Linked DNA regions of Ovis aries: region 2 is linked to region 1. Evidence: chromatin contacts called from public Hi-C data. All regions are on one chromosome and are shown on one strand. The core of a region is the stretch at or near the end of the contact, and the rest is flanking DNA. Distances in the headings are between cores, read along the strand shown. Region 1 has its middle 400 kb from the start of CD83. Region 2 has its middle 82 kb from the start of CD83.

Region 1 (6,999 bases), core at 3,934-6,433:
ACACAAGAGAGAAGGCACGTCCCCTCTTTTTAATGTAATTCTGTCTCTTAAGAAAGACAGAATGTTCTCGAGTAAATGCTGTGCAATGTCCTGTATATTTGTGCATGTTTAGTCGTTACGTTGTGTCCGACTCTTTGTGACCCCATGAACTATAGCCCACCAGGCTCATCTACCCATGGGATTTCCTAGACAAGAATGCTGGAGCGGGTTGCCATTTCCTCCTCCATGGGATCTTCCTCACTCAGAGATCAAACCCGCATCTCCTGCACTGGCAGGGGGGTCCTTTACTGCTGAGCCACCAGGGAAAGCCCATACTATATATGATAACAGTGGAAAAAGCAGACCTTTCAGGAACATTCGAGGAGGCTACATTCATTTCAACTTTGGTTCCCTGAAGAACCTTTTGAACCAAAGAAGAAAACAGTAGGTGCCTTCGAGGCATATAGGGAAAGGTGAAGGGAGAGAGGTTCCTTTCAGGCAGACAACTGGATATATAGAGACAGGGAATTGGGATCAGTAAGGATTTATCGGAAAAAAGACTTTATTGGCATTTTAATGGGCCCCACTGAAAAAATAAAATATATATGAGAGGAAACATCTGTCCTCTAAAATCACACACTGCCCAAGACTCGAAGCTATAACAGATCTGTTGAAACTCTTAGACCAGTGCTGTTCAGTATGGTAGCCACTAGACAGAAGAACACATTCAGTTCTTGAAATCTGGGTCGTCCAAATTAAATGTGCTGTGAGTGTAAAATACACACTAAAATTCGAAGACGTAACCAAAATCAGGTAAATATCCCATTCATAACTTTTTGTGACTACTACATGTTGAAATGATATTTTTGATATAATGAATTAAAAAGAATACCTTATTAAGACTGATTTCAACTATTTCATTTTTATGTTTTTAAAGGGGCAGCTAAGTTTAAAATCCTCTCGGTGGTCTGTCTTCGTGGCTTGTGCCATCTCCCTCTTGGGCAGTGCTGGTTTGGAGGCTGCTCTGGCATCAGCACTGTGGAAAAGGAAGAAAGAATGGGGTCAAGGGATGTTGGGAGGACCACAGCCAGCATGCTTTCCTCTACCTTCACTCTGTGTTGAGAGGGTCTAGAGTGAGGCTGGGGGAGCTCAGCTGGAGAAGAGGCAGCGCCAGAGCTCAGAATCCAGAGGAGGGGGCGTGTGTGCCGGGCAGCCCTGTGACATGTGGTGTTGATGTGAATTCTTAGTGAATAACATGTGATAATGGTTTAGTTATACCCTCCTCCCATCCAAAGCTTTTTGGTTCAGGATTCTCTGGAGTGTTGGCATCCCTTTTGCAGCTAATATTAGAGCATGGATGGGGTGGAGTGGGAGGGAGGAAGGTTGCTAAGAGAAATGGAAGGGGCACCCATAAAGACAGCAGAGCAAAGGTCTATCTTATCTCTTTAGGAAAGTTGAGTCTGGTTCTGGACATATTCCATATACTCTGCCAGAAGGTCTGAGGTTCTAGCAAGCCTCTGCAACTCTATATGCTTTAGGGTCCTTGCTAGCTGAATATTGGGATAACCCGTTATCTTTATCTTTTTGACTTGTGAGAGACTGAAACTGGGCTTTATTGGACTGGACAAGATGATAGGAGCTCCCAGGTCTAAAGATCCTGCTGCTGCTGCTGCTAAGTCGCTTCAGTCATGTCCGACTCTGTGCGACCCCATAGACGGCAGCCCACCAGGCTCCCCCGTCCCTGAGACTCTCCAGGCAAGAACACTGGAGTGGGTTGCCATTTCCTTCTCCAGTGCATGAAAGTGAAAAGTGAAAGTGCAGTCGCTCAGTCGTGTCCAACTCTTAGCGACCTCATGGACTGCAGCCCACTGGGCTCCTCCATCCATGGGATTTTCACTGGCCAGTAACCCCGGGACTGACAAAGTCAATAGTTGGAGGTTATCCAGGCCCTTGGCCAATATTCTGCAACGGAGCATTGATTCTGTTCTAATCTCTGGCACAAATTGTTCTGTGACCTTGCCAAAACATCCCTCTGTGTCTTTATATCCTTACTGGTTAACCAGTTTCCGGATCTGAAGAGCCAGAGTGTGCTGTAGATTTACTTCAGAACATTTTTTTAAGTGCAGTGTCAATAAGAACATCGTGCTTTTTCAGGTGGAGAGCACTCTGAAGGAGAATAATTGATGGTATTCCACAACCTCTCTGGGAAGCTGAATATTAATAGAAGAGGACTTTACCCAATTCTGGGGATGCTGCAGAAGGCAGCAGTGAACCTTCTTTTCCCCCCAGGTTCCTCCAGACTGTTAAACAGCACGTGGTCTGAACTAGCTCCACAGAGCAGACTGTGGTGGGCTGTCTGTCCTAGAAGATATTATGTAGAATTTGAGTTTGTTAGGGTTGACACAACAAAGAACCACAGGTTGGGGGCTTGAACAACGGAAATGCATGGTCTCATAGCTTTGCAAGTCTGAGGTCAAGATGTGAAAAGGGCTGGTCTCTTCTGAGGACTGTGAGGTCTAAGAGTCTGCTCCAGGCCTCTCTCCTAGGGTCTGTGGGTTGGTGCTCCTCAGCTCGGAGATGCATCGCTGATTTCCGCCTCCATCTTTACACGATGTGCACGTGTCTGTGTCCAAGTTTTCCCTCTGTGTAAGGACAACAGTCATACTGGACTAGGACCCACACTAATGACCTCAACTTTAACTTGAGCACCTCTATAAAACCTTGTATCCAAATAACATCACGTTCTGAGGTACCATTTAAATTTGGGGTGGGGGACACAATTCAATCCTTAACAAACTCTTCAAGAAAAAGATTGATATGTTTTGCCTCATGTATGTGTGTGTGTGTGTGTGTGTGTGTGTGTATATATATATATATATATATATATATATATAAGCTGCTGCTGCTAAGTTGCTTCAGTCATGTCCGACTCTGTGTGACCCCATAGATGGCAGCCCACCAGGCTCCTCCATCCCTGGGATTCTCCAGGCAAGAATACTGGAGTGGGTTGCCATTTCAATCTCTCTCTCTATATATATATATATATATATATGAGTGTATGTGAGCAACAACATATATATGTATATATATATATTAAATAGTTGAAGTTTAAAAAATGATGAAGCAGACTCAAGAAACTGAGAAATTTTGAACCTGGAGATTAAGTGAATCATTCAGTCTGTGGTCCTGTGAGACAAAGATTTGGAAAATATGAAGGGAAAGTTAAGAGAAAACAGGACTAGAATGATGGTCTCTGCCAATGCTGTCCAGTAAAATCTTCTCTGTTGATGGAAGTGTCCCAAATCACCACCTGTGATTAGTAACTATTATTTTGGATGTGAGAGGTTTATGTCTGCCTAATCTGTGTTCCAGAAGGAGATAATTAGAATGGGGAAGAGGCAATATCCAAAGAGATAATGGCTGAGAATTTTCCAGAATAAAGACCCCAATGTTTATTCTAGGAAGCCCTTAAATCTAAGCAAATTAAATGAAAAGAAGTATATACTATGACCTCTCCATAGGCAGACCGCAGAATACCAAAGAGGAAAAAGAAGGTTTTTACAAAGCAGCCAGTGAGACAAACCAGATCATCCATAAAGGATTGGCAATGAGACTGATAGCTGTTTCTCCTTGTCGTTGGTGGAAATTCCCGGACAAAGGATCTGTATCTTCAATGTACTTAGAGAAAACTTGTCAATCTACAATATTGTGCTGCAAAACTACCTTTTAAGAATGAAGCCACAATAAAGACTTCTACAGACAAACCATATCTGGTGGAACTTCCCAAGGAAAGACTACCACCTTAGAAAATTTCAAAAGATTATTTTAAGAAGGAAAATCACTCAAAGTGAACATTCTGAGATACAAGTAGAAATAAACAGCAAAGATGTAGGTAAACCAAAGTAATGACTGCGTAAAACTATAAAAATAATGTCTAGTTTGTGTGGAAATCTAGATCAGAAAAACTAATATATTACAGAATAACAGCATGTAAGCTGGAAAAACCTTGACCACAGTTAGAGAGATATGAGGTCCTTATCTTATTTAACTGGAAAAGTAAACACTAAAGAATAGACCAAAGCCTTTAACTTTCATACAGCTGGAGGCTAAAAGTGGAATAGGAAAAGAAATAAATAATCACCGATCCAGAAAAAGGAATGGATGCAGATTGAATCAGCACAATTAGTGACCCTGACCAAATGGACCTGTGTAGAGCATGGCACCCAACTGCAGGAGAAAATGTCCTTTTCCCCCAAAGCATATGAAATAGTAATGCAGACTGTTCGGATGCTAGGCCATAAAACTGGATTTCAAAAGATTGTACTCACCCATATTGTAGTCTCAAACCACAAATAAAGATACTAATGATATGTTAAATGAGAGCTTCCCAGATGGTACAAGTGGTAAAGACCCTGCCTGCCAATGCAGGAGATGCAGGAGACCCTAGTTCGATCCCTGGGTTAGGAAGATCCCCTGGAGGAGGGCATGGCAACCCACTCCAGTATTCTTGCCTGGAGAACCCAATAGATAGAGGAGCCTAATGGGCTATATACAGTCCAAAGGGTCACAAAGAGTCAGACACAACGAAGCAACTTAGCATGATCTAATATGTAGTAGGCAAAGATGAAATCCTAACCCTCAAGCTTTTCTTCTAATGGAGGGAGCAGATGGTACATAAGAAAATGAATGAATGAATGACAATTACAAGAGGTGAGAAGCACATTGAACTTGAAGAACATGCAGCAGTGTAAAGCAACAGAGACACAGGAGAGGGGGTGAGTTGGTGGTGGCTATTTTAGACTTCAGGATTCTTCCAAGGACAGGAACTCATGCAGCCATTAGGAAATGGAAAAAGCCCACATCCTAAGTAATAGAGTCGGGATGAGCTCCCAGCCTGATGCCTTCTGCACGCAGCCATTTGTGGCCGGGCCAAAGTTGTGGGTAAGCAGGCTGCAAAAATTTGGACAATAGGATGAGGCAGGTTAGACAAGGGCTCTCCGGGACTTTGGCTCCAGAAACTCTTACGAGCCTTTTGTCCGAGTCTCTCCTCTCCCTGAGGCCCATGGCCTCATGTTGCCCTGGCTCTCCGGCCCTCCTGGCGGCCCCACCAGCCTTCTTTGGAAGCTCCATGCTCAGACTATTATCCCTCGACCTGCCTCTGTTGGGCTTTGTCCTGATCATCCAGGAGCCTGGCAGGATGGCCAGAGCATCGGCGGGGGGCGGGGAGGCATAGCATGCCAGTTCCAAGTCCAGCTGCGTGACGTCGGCCAGGCAGCTCCCTTGGCCTCTGTGCCTTCATCTTTGAAACATGGAGGCAGACCGTGACCTCTGGGAGACCTTCCAGCACTCGATGCCCTGCGGCTGGGGGCTGGGTCGGTGCTGAGGCACACCTGGCAACACACCAGTGTGGGAACGGGAGGCTCCCTCCCTGCACACATTCACCTTGTGAGCAAAGCTTTTGCTCGCCTTGGCCCAAAGAAGTGGGCTTTCATCAGCCTCTCAGGCAAAGAGAAAAAGAGGGGGTTGAGGCTGCCATCTGAGTCACCCTGTGGCCTCCTGGAGAGCCTAGAGTAGAGCTGGGAGGAGCAGCGAAGACTTCCTACAGCAGAGGCGTTGTGTAGGGTTTTGAGGGGCATGAAGGATTTCAATAGATTGGGAACGCCCTCCAGAATAACGGGGCAATGGGAACACATCAAGGGGGTGGGGAAGTGGGTGGCACAGGTGCCCTGTCGATAACACCCCTGGGTGGGGCGGCAGCCCACGAGAGTCAGTGCCCAGAGGTGTATGAGAGAGTGTGTAACAACAGCCATCTCCACCTTCGTGCCAGAGACTCCTGTGTGCTCTGCATACGTTTACAAGCTTATTCTTCAAACTGCGTCTGTGAGGTCAAGCAGTACCATAATCCCCATTTTACAGGTGATGAAACTGAGGCCAAAACGGATCGACAGTGAGGAAACTAGGATTTGAATGCAGGTCTGACTCTAACTCTGACATCAGGAGTGGAGAATTCTGGAGGGCTGACTGGGGTGAAAGAGCCTGGAGCTGGGGATTTGAGAAAGGAGCCGGCAGATGTGAAGAAATTCCGGGTCTGCGCACATGGACATGACTAGAGAAAGTTGTGAGAGGCTGACTCTGGCGGTCGGTGCCTCTTTGGAGTGAAAATGTTCATAATGAAAGTTCTGCTTGACAGATGATAAAGGCTCTGGAGGGACTGACGAGGCAAGACAAGTGTGTGCTGTGCGTTATCCTGACGCAGTTACTGGAGAGAGCGGGAGGATGCGAGGCTTGTTATTCTGTCTCTAGGGGAGGCAGCCAGTAGTGTGTGGAGTGGTGGGCTGGTAAACTGCTCTACACACACACACACACACACGCACGCACATGCACACACACACATGCCTTAGTTTGTATCATCTGCTGACTTCATGGTGTCAATATTCCCCCAGAGGCTGATTTCAAGGTATCACTGTGATGTCACTGGACACAGAGTTGGGAAGACAAGTGAGCGTCAAGTCTCAGCATAGCCCTGAGATTTGTTATCGAACAAGATTTGGGTCTGGGGGGATGGGATAGAGGCCAGAAGATTGGGGTATCCAATGCATTGCTCTTCACTCCTGTATCTTCTTGTCTGACCAGTCTCTTTCCTCCTTTGGAAAGGTTTGCTGGGGGTATAAAAGAAGAGAAGATATAGACTGTGAGAAAGGGCAAAGGCATGTGAGATCTACCCTCCCTGGACCACACCAAGACCCTTCCCGTAGAGACCCTGCCCCTGAGGATCAACTTCTCCATCAATACGTTGTTATTCAGTCACTAAGTCATGTCCAACTCTTTTTGAACCCGTGGACTGCAGCAGTCCAGGCTTCCCTGTCCTTTACTATCTTCCAGAGTTTGTTCAAATTCATGTTCATTGAGTCAGTGATGCCATCCAACCGTCTCATCCTCTGTTGCCCCCTTCTCCTCCTGCCCTCAATCTTTCCCAGCATCAGGGTCTTTTCCAGTGAGTCAGTTCTTTGCGTCAGGTGG
Region 2 (7,579 bases), core at 209-2,708, 310 kb after region 1:
CAGGTAGTTCTCTGAAGCCCTGCTCCCCTATTTTAAGGGAGGTGGGAAAGCATAACATTTTTTCTAAAAAATGCTCCCTACTGGCCTTTCCTGAGTACTTAGCCTCCTGTCACACAGCCTGGAGGTGAGAGATGGCCTTGTCTGTCCAGCATTCCTGCAGAGATGACCTGCATCTCACTGGAGACCGCAGGCAGCATTTAGTCAGCACATATACTGTTCTATGTTTGAGCATGAGTAGAAACCCCACCATCTATGAACAGGAGTTCCCCCTCTGTAGTCCTGTCACAGGTGGACCGTTGCTAGGCTGGAGCAGACTAGGAGCATTGTGGGAAATTCCCTGGAGGACAGCTTAGGGAGCCCAAGGGAAGGGCTTGACTACTGGGGCATGGAACTAGGCTGGGTGGTATAGACAATGGGAAGCCAAGGGGGTGTTTCTCCCTCCTTTCTCCATAAGTGGGAATGTACAACCCAGTCCCTTTCTTGCCTTCACCTCCTCTGGCCTCTCTCTTTCCCAGAGAGCTCTCAGAACAATCAAAAAAGAGTGGGAAGCATGTGCTTGTGTGTGTGTGTGTGTGTGTGTGTGTGTGTGTGTGTGTGTGTGTGCAGGTGGGGGGAGGGCGGGGTTAGGCTATGGTAGGGGGCGTGAGCCCAGCCACAAGCCAAGGAGGAAAGTGAACTAAGGGGGAAAAAATAAAATTCCAGTGAGCAGGGAGAAAAGTCGACCCTCCAACCCGCACACACTGAATGAGGACACCCGACGCCTGCAGCGGGGTCAAACGAGGTCAGAGGAGCTTATCTCTCTCTGAGTCTGGAATTAAGGGCAGCCCGGGACAAGCCTCGGGACCAGGACGTTCCCGGGATGTTCTCTACTTGAGCGGGTTAGGATTCCAGGACTCGGGTGCGTGGAGAGATCCTCCGAAACGGTGGTGGTGTAGACCTTTTACCAAAAAAAAAAAAAAAAAAAAAGGGCTGCAGATTGCTTCGGGGGAGGAGGGGGAAAGAGGCGGTATTCTCAAGAAGACAGTAATTGTCCAAGTGTTTGTCTCTTTCCGAATGGATTCTCAGAATGGCCCTCAAAGGGGGGGGGGGGGGAACTGCTGAAAACATCAACATACTTGCTGCAGTGACAGGCCCCAAGTTCTGATTCCCTGAGTTGGGACAAAGACGCCATCGGGGCGTGCATCTCTCCCAGGGGAACCCCCAGATCTGTGGGGCGCGGCCAGCAGACCCTGGGGGTGACCCAGGTCCGGGTGTGTCTATATGTTCATTAAAACTTTGGCAGGAGGGAAGTGCGGACTCCGGCCGCCCGGCGCGGCGCGTGCGGACTCCCGGCCGGGACACCAGCAGCGCGGCACTGCCACCTTGTGGACGCCGGCCGCCCTCCCGGGCGCCGCGCGGAGCCTTGCAGTCTGCAGAGGCTAGCCGCCGAGAGCTCGGAGCCCGGCGCGGCCCACGCCACCCCCGCAGGAACGCGCCTCGGAGCCGAGCCGCGGGAGCCCGCGGGGGCGGGGCCGGGGGCGGGGCCGGGGCGGGGCGCGCCGGCGCTGATCACGTGTGTTAGCAACAGGCAGCAGCCAATGGGAGCGCGAGTCAGGTGGTGCGTGTGCTCGGCGCTCGCGGGAGTGGAGGCATTCTTGCGCTCCGGGGCAGGATCGGGACGCGGAAAGGCTCCCTAAATGGGTGCACCTCTCGTGCAGGGAACCCCTGGCGGCGGAGGGGCGGACGAAAGACAGAAAAATAGCAGAGAGCTTTAAAATAGGACTTTCCCACTCTCTGGACTCGAAGTAATGACCCCGGGGTGGGGAGGGGGGGCAGTGGGCGGCGGCGGGGTGGGAAGCAGGCGGCAGGAGCCCCGCCCAGAGCCTGGGTTCGGGTGCCCTCTCCCCGCCCCACCTACTTGTTGCCCTGCCAAAGCCTTGGGGCTGAAACGGCCACTTGGATCCACAGAAGGAGATTAAGACAAAAAGAATAATGAAGTTCCTGGCCGTGGCCTGTCCGTGCTGGCAACCCTGTAGCAGGTAGAGAAGACAGGCACGGTCCTTAGGCCCTCACGGAGCCGAAAACTTAGCCCTTCAAGAGACAGAAGCAGAGGAAGGTCACGAATTGGATCAAAAGAAAAAGTCCGCTTAGGAGTTGGTTTTAATTACTGTAAGTGGAAAAGCCACATCCAGAAGGACATCTAATGAGTTTTATGGTAATCCCACCATGCTGACATAAACCAGCCCAGCCCTGCATACAGAGAAGACCACGACACAGAATGTCAGAGGTCTGTTCCAGGGCATGGGCTAACCCAGGACCAACAGAGACAAGCATGGTTTCCATCCATCCTGGTTTCACGGTCAGGCACATGCGTGATTTCTCTAATAGGGCATCTCTTTCTCTGTGTGTGTGTCTCTCGTTGCTTTGTAATGTTCTCCTGGAAGATCTTTTACTTCTTTATTGTTGTTTGGGAGTTCACCTGGTGTTTTCTTTCTCTGAAATGAATCCAGGGTGTAGATGGCCTCAGAAGGGCATCTAATCCTTTGCCCTGCCTCAAGGCACTTTGAAAGAAAGACAATAGACTGTGATACTGTTGTGAGGTGGTATTATAGAGACGAGAATATCTTGAAACCAGCAGGATCTAGCCATTCCTATTCTTAAAGTAACCTAGGCAAAGATATCAAAGAGCAGTCTTTAATAACCTACTACAAATGCTAACCACTTTGGGTAAGGTATAATAACTTTCTGATCCCAGGTTTTATTGGTTTCTATTTAAGCTCATTCAGGGTCAGGCTACCCCAGAGGGCAGTTGAACACCTGCCTAGCAGCTTATGGACAGGATGGTGCACTTCCCTCTGCCAGCCACAGAGGCCTGTGAGGCCAGCTGCCACCAGGAACCTTGCCTGATGCCCAGACTCTGTGGGGCATTGCCTGGGCAGCTCGGAGAAGGAGATCCACTCTGAGTCATACTTTCTTCTATAATGCTGCCAGCTGAGTTGATTCACTCGGTGAACAGGGCTTGTGCACTTTTCTGTGTGTGGAAATAAACCTACTGTATTTGATGGTTAGGTGTATATAAATTTGATACAGTATTTGATTTTTTTTAATCCATCATATTCTCAAGTCCTTGACCAGGAAAGGGTTTTGAAGGAGTCAAGAAGATTTGACAAAAATTAATGGAGCTCGAACTAAGTGCCAAGCCTTTGTGTAGGTTCTGGGAATACAGCACTGCAGCAGGGAACTTGCGTAAGGAGATAGACTCAGGAGGAATAGAAGTGAGGAGGGATGTGCCTGTTTCCATGGTCCAGGAGTAGGCCCATGCTGACTGATGGCTGCTCCCTAAAACTCCTCTATGTCAGCCCCATATTCTTTGGGGGACTTCTTAAATCATGAATCAATAAGGTCACTCACATGTCAGTATTATTAAACAATGTGATGTGATAGGAAAAGTCATGGACTAGGAATAAAAAAATATATACCATGTACCTAGTTCCAGCCTGGTTCTGCCACTTGATGAAATCCATACCTTTCTACAAATCTCTTAAACTTTGAATCTTATTTCCTTCATCCTGAAAGTGGGGTCATTCTGACTTTGCAACTCCATGGGGTCAAGATTCAAGGCCTCGGTTTTCTCATCTGTAATTTGAGAGGTTTGAACTAGATTTAATTTTTACTTTCTTTAGAAGTGAATTCTGCTTTTGAGATAAAATCTAACCTAAAACCCCAACATGTAAAACAGATAAAGACTAGGCTTGCTCCGGTGGCCTTGAGGGAGAAAGCTAAGAATCCTATCTACCTCTTCCCCCATCCTTAGAAGACCCTTGAGCCACCTGTGTGTGACCCCACTGAGCATAGTGTGAAACCCGCTGAACTAGATGATTATGTTTAAAGTACCTTCAAGTCCTAAAATTCTATAAATCAAATTGTTCCAATATTGGAAAAGAAAATTCCAATTTTCTTCCTTCATTAATTAATACAGGAGATAGACACAAGTTTCACTGAAACCAGAATACATTTCATTACAGTGTTCCTATTTGTGAATCCAACCTTTCTGTCATAAAATGAAATTAGATTTTAATGGGACACAGTATCCTGTAATGAGAAAAAAACTTCTCACTGTGTTCGAACCCACCCCTGATCCTGGGTGGATCAAGTCAAGGAAACTTACCTCTCCAAATCAATAAAGTTAAGAACTGTGGTGGCTTCGTAATCACAGAGTTGCACATGATCATTTGTGGGCTCTATGCCCTAATAAGTTTCTCTAAATTCAGTAAGTTTCAAATTCCACCCTGCCTACAAGCCAGATCGCTCCATCACACTCTCCTCGGTACGTATACTCACCCTATTTGGAGAGAAAGGGGAGGGGTGTGGGGAAGAAGACAAATTGGGTTGTAAATGACACCATCAGGACATCGAGCTAGAAGTATTCACTGGATCACTGCTGTGTTTGCCCAGGTGGTTGGAGCTCACAGCGTGCCTTCCCCTCGGCTCACCAAGCAGGATCCACAGCTCCATTAATAAGTATCCTGCTAGGCACTGAACGCAACATGGGTATTCATAAGGGCAAACCACAAAATCCCAGGGCTTGGGGAAGGTTTCAAGCAAACAGTCTGGGCTAAGGACCCAGGACCTGGGGCAGGATTAAAAGGAGCGACCCCACAAGAGACATACAGTTTGATACATTGCCTCCAAGAGTGCATGTCCTGGGAAAAAGCAACAGGCCCTGCCTGGGAAGCCGGGGAACTTTAGGGCTAGACAGAAGAACAACAGCTCTGGTCATGGCTGTGACTTGGTTATAAGTTAACTTTATGGGTCACCGAGTGTCTGGAAACAGACCATAAAAAAGAAGAAAGGGTGGCCCAAGCAGCTTTGTGTTGAGAATGGCTGTGACCAGTTGCTTCTGGAAGGGAGATGTATTGACTGCAATAAAACTTGATGGGCTCAGTCCTGGTTTGTTCAGGCTGGAATCGGAAGTAAACTTTGGACCTGAGTAATTGGTTTGAAGCTGTGCTTAAAGAGTGGGAGCAGAGGGGATTTTGTTCCAAGCGGTAAACAATATGGTACCCAACTGATGCGCATGGTCCACCTTCTTTGTGACCTCTAATCCCATGATGCTGTCTGCAGGCAGCTCTTTTAGGTTAATCTCACAGTCCACACAAATTGGTATAGTTTCACTTTCGCCGTAATGGCTTTATATATATGTATATATTTTAAATTTTCCTTGTTTATCTCAGGACAGCAACACATTTAAGGTAAACATAAATAAAAGCATCAGCCTTAAAGACTTACTATCCTTAACTGTCTGTCCTGGAGGAAACAGTGCATTATGTTCCGTGTTAACTTCTCCCCAGCCATCCAACTTTAGCCTCCTCCAGCTAGTCAACTTAATTATTTATTAAGCACAGACTTTCACATCATCAGGTGTCACAGAGAAGGCCATCCACCGCTCTAAGCAACAAATAAAATAAGATTATGCCAGAAATATTTCAAAAAAACACACATTTTTTTCACTTGATTTTTTCTTGTTTCAAAGTTTGGGGGAAGCATGTTACCAAAGCACTGAACTGAGTTTTCTCAAGGCCAAAGAGCCCATCTTAACTCTCCTTATCTCTAGCTGTGTGGCAATCAGAACATAACCCGTATCTCTGAGCTCCCGTTTGTTTATCTGAAAGATGAGGGAGGCTGAGTTGGGTCATATTCCGTATCACAAAGCTCAACTATAATCATCGTTAATGTTTCCTGATACAAGCACTTTGCCTTCTTTATCAGATATCCCTTGTAACAACCCTGTGATGTGTGTATTATTATTTTCACCATATTCCAGATAAGGAAACTGGACTGAGAGAGGTTTTGAAACTTGTCCAAGGTCACATGGTGAGGAAGTGACAGCTCCAGCACTGGAACCTACTTTGGCCCCAGATCCCAAGATGCGGCCGCAGTTTCACGGCACAGAACTGCCTTAGAGTTCATCCGGGAAGGGGGCCACCTGATCTTTAATTTATATCAGATTTTCACCTCGACTTTCTCAGAGCTGCCAGTAGTGATCAGCTCTACACTGGTTACTGCCGTCTTGTCTTCAGAGAGGCACCCATAAGTGGGTGATGGAGACAACTGGGGGAGAGAGAGGGGCTGGGGGTCGGCACGCCCAGGCCTCTGAGGGTTGAGAGTAGACTTCTGTCTGGTGAATGTGCCCCAGCATTCAGAATCCAGGAGGCCATAGCTGTCCAGACATGGCTGAGTTGGGAGGGACAAGAGGAGCCCAGTGATGCCTGACCAGGACCTTCCTGTCACCTCCCTTCACATGCCCCTTAGACTAAGCCTGGTGCCCAGATCCCCCGTTGGGTGTGTAAAGAACACGATGCCATGTGTGGAGAAATAGCAGTGGAAGCCTCCTTCTCAGGAAGCTGGGCGTCCAGCATGGGGGACAGGGCTGCCCAGTTTGGTTGCCCTGGGGTCACTGCTCCTGCATGGACATCCACACGCTCCATCAGACAAAGCATCAGCCCCACCTGCCTCATGACCAAAGGCTTAGAGTCCTTGGAATGAAAGGATCCCATTGCTTCTCCACAGACCTTGGGGGAATGTTTGGGTCTCCATGATGTTAAAAATGAAAAATAGCAATTTATACAAGAAGGGGCAGTGATACTCCAGAGATGATGAAACACAGCCCCTGCTCTAAAAAAACTCGCTGTTGGGTGGGGTCCACCAAGGCTTCCTTTCCCTTAGGACCCCTTGGGTTAATCCAGTTATCCCAAGACTGAAAAAAAAAAAAAAGAAGAAGAAGAAGAGCCTCATACAAGATAAGTACAATTTTTTAAGTACACAAATTTTTAGCATGTATTTAATGAATTAAGTAGAAAATAATCAGTTGAGAAATATCAGCCTCCAGAAACTGCACATTTTGTTTTGAAATACTGAGGCTGTCAGACACAATAAAAAATAATCTCATTCATTACCAAGAATAAGGAAGCAGCTATGCATATGCTCAAGACTAACAGTGGAAGAGCTAATTCTCCTTTAGCTGTTTTTATTAGATTAATCTTGATCTGTATTGTGGATGTAAATTACACTTCCTCCTATAAATTCAATTTCGCAGACAAAGATGTACTTCTTTCCCGATCTATTTTTAGTGGCTTGAAGACTGGCCTACATTTTTGCTGACCACATAGGTATTATGTGAACCTCCTACCAGCTCCCTGAGGTGATAATTACCATTTGGGGAATCCCCCTTGAGGAATGAGCGAAAACTCCTGTGGAAAGAACTCCGATTTCCATGTTAGGAGACCAAGCATTGATTCTAGCTCTGCCCCTAACTGGATGTGAACTCTCAAACAAATTACTTCACCTCTCTAGTTCTGTGTAGAGTGAGGGAGCACAATTAAATGATGTCTTTCTAAGACTCCTTCCAGCTTTAAAATTATGTCTTTGCTCAAGTCTGATGAACAAAAGCCAGGAGTCTCTGTCATATGAGAACACTGGATCCACCGAGAGGAATGGTAAAGGACTCTGGGGACTGGAGGCTGAGCCAGGGACCCTGGAAGCAAGCACGTGAAAAGGAAGCAGCGGCAAAGGCTGCTGCCTGATTCCCAGGAAATTCCCT

What was found. Hi-C and Micro-C count contacts between places; a contact is called where the count stands out from the background.
Region 2: a contact with region 1 is called in a Hi-C map of liver, with 6 times the contacts expected there. The contact joins two enhancer-like sites. A contact is called at or near these places in 2 of 16 Hi-C or Micro-C datasets (liver and tail adipose tissue).

The regions. Positions count from the first base shown.
Region 1 is chr20:41,481,193-41,488,191 of ARS-UI_Ramb_v3.0, forward strand. No RefSeq gene overlaps it. Among named protein-coding and RNA genes, the nearest start is that of CD83, 400 kb to the right of the region's middle. Within about 2 kb of position 5,184, at least 1 of the 54 cell types and tissues checked has an H3K27ac peak or open chromatin away from gene starts, as enhancers often do. A contact at or near this core is called in liver, where this site is marked.
Region 2 is chr20:41,796,528-41,804,106 of ARS-UI_Ramb_v3.0, forward strand. No RefSeq gene overlaps it. Among named protein-coding and RNA genes, the nearest start is that of CD83, 82 kb to the right of the region's middle. Within about 2 kb of position 1,459, at least 49 of the 54 cell types and tissues checked have an H3K27ac peak or open chromatin away from gene starts, as enhancers often do. A contact at or near this core is called in liver, where this site is marked.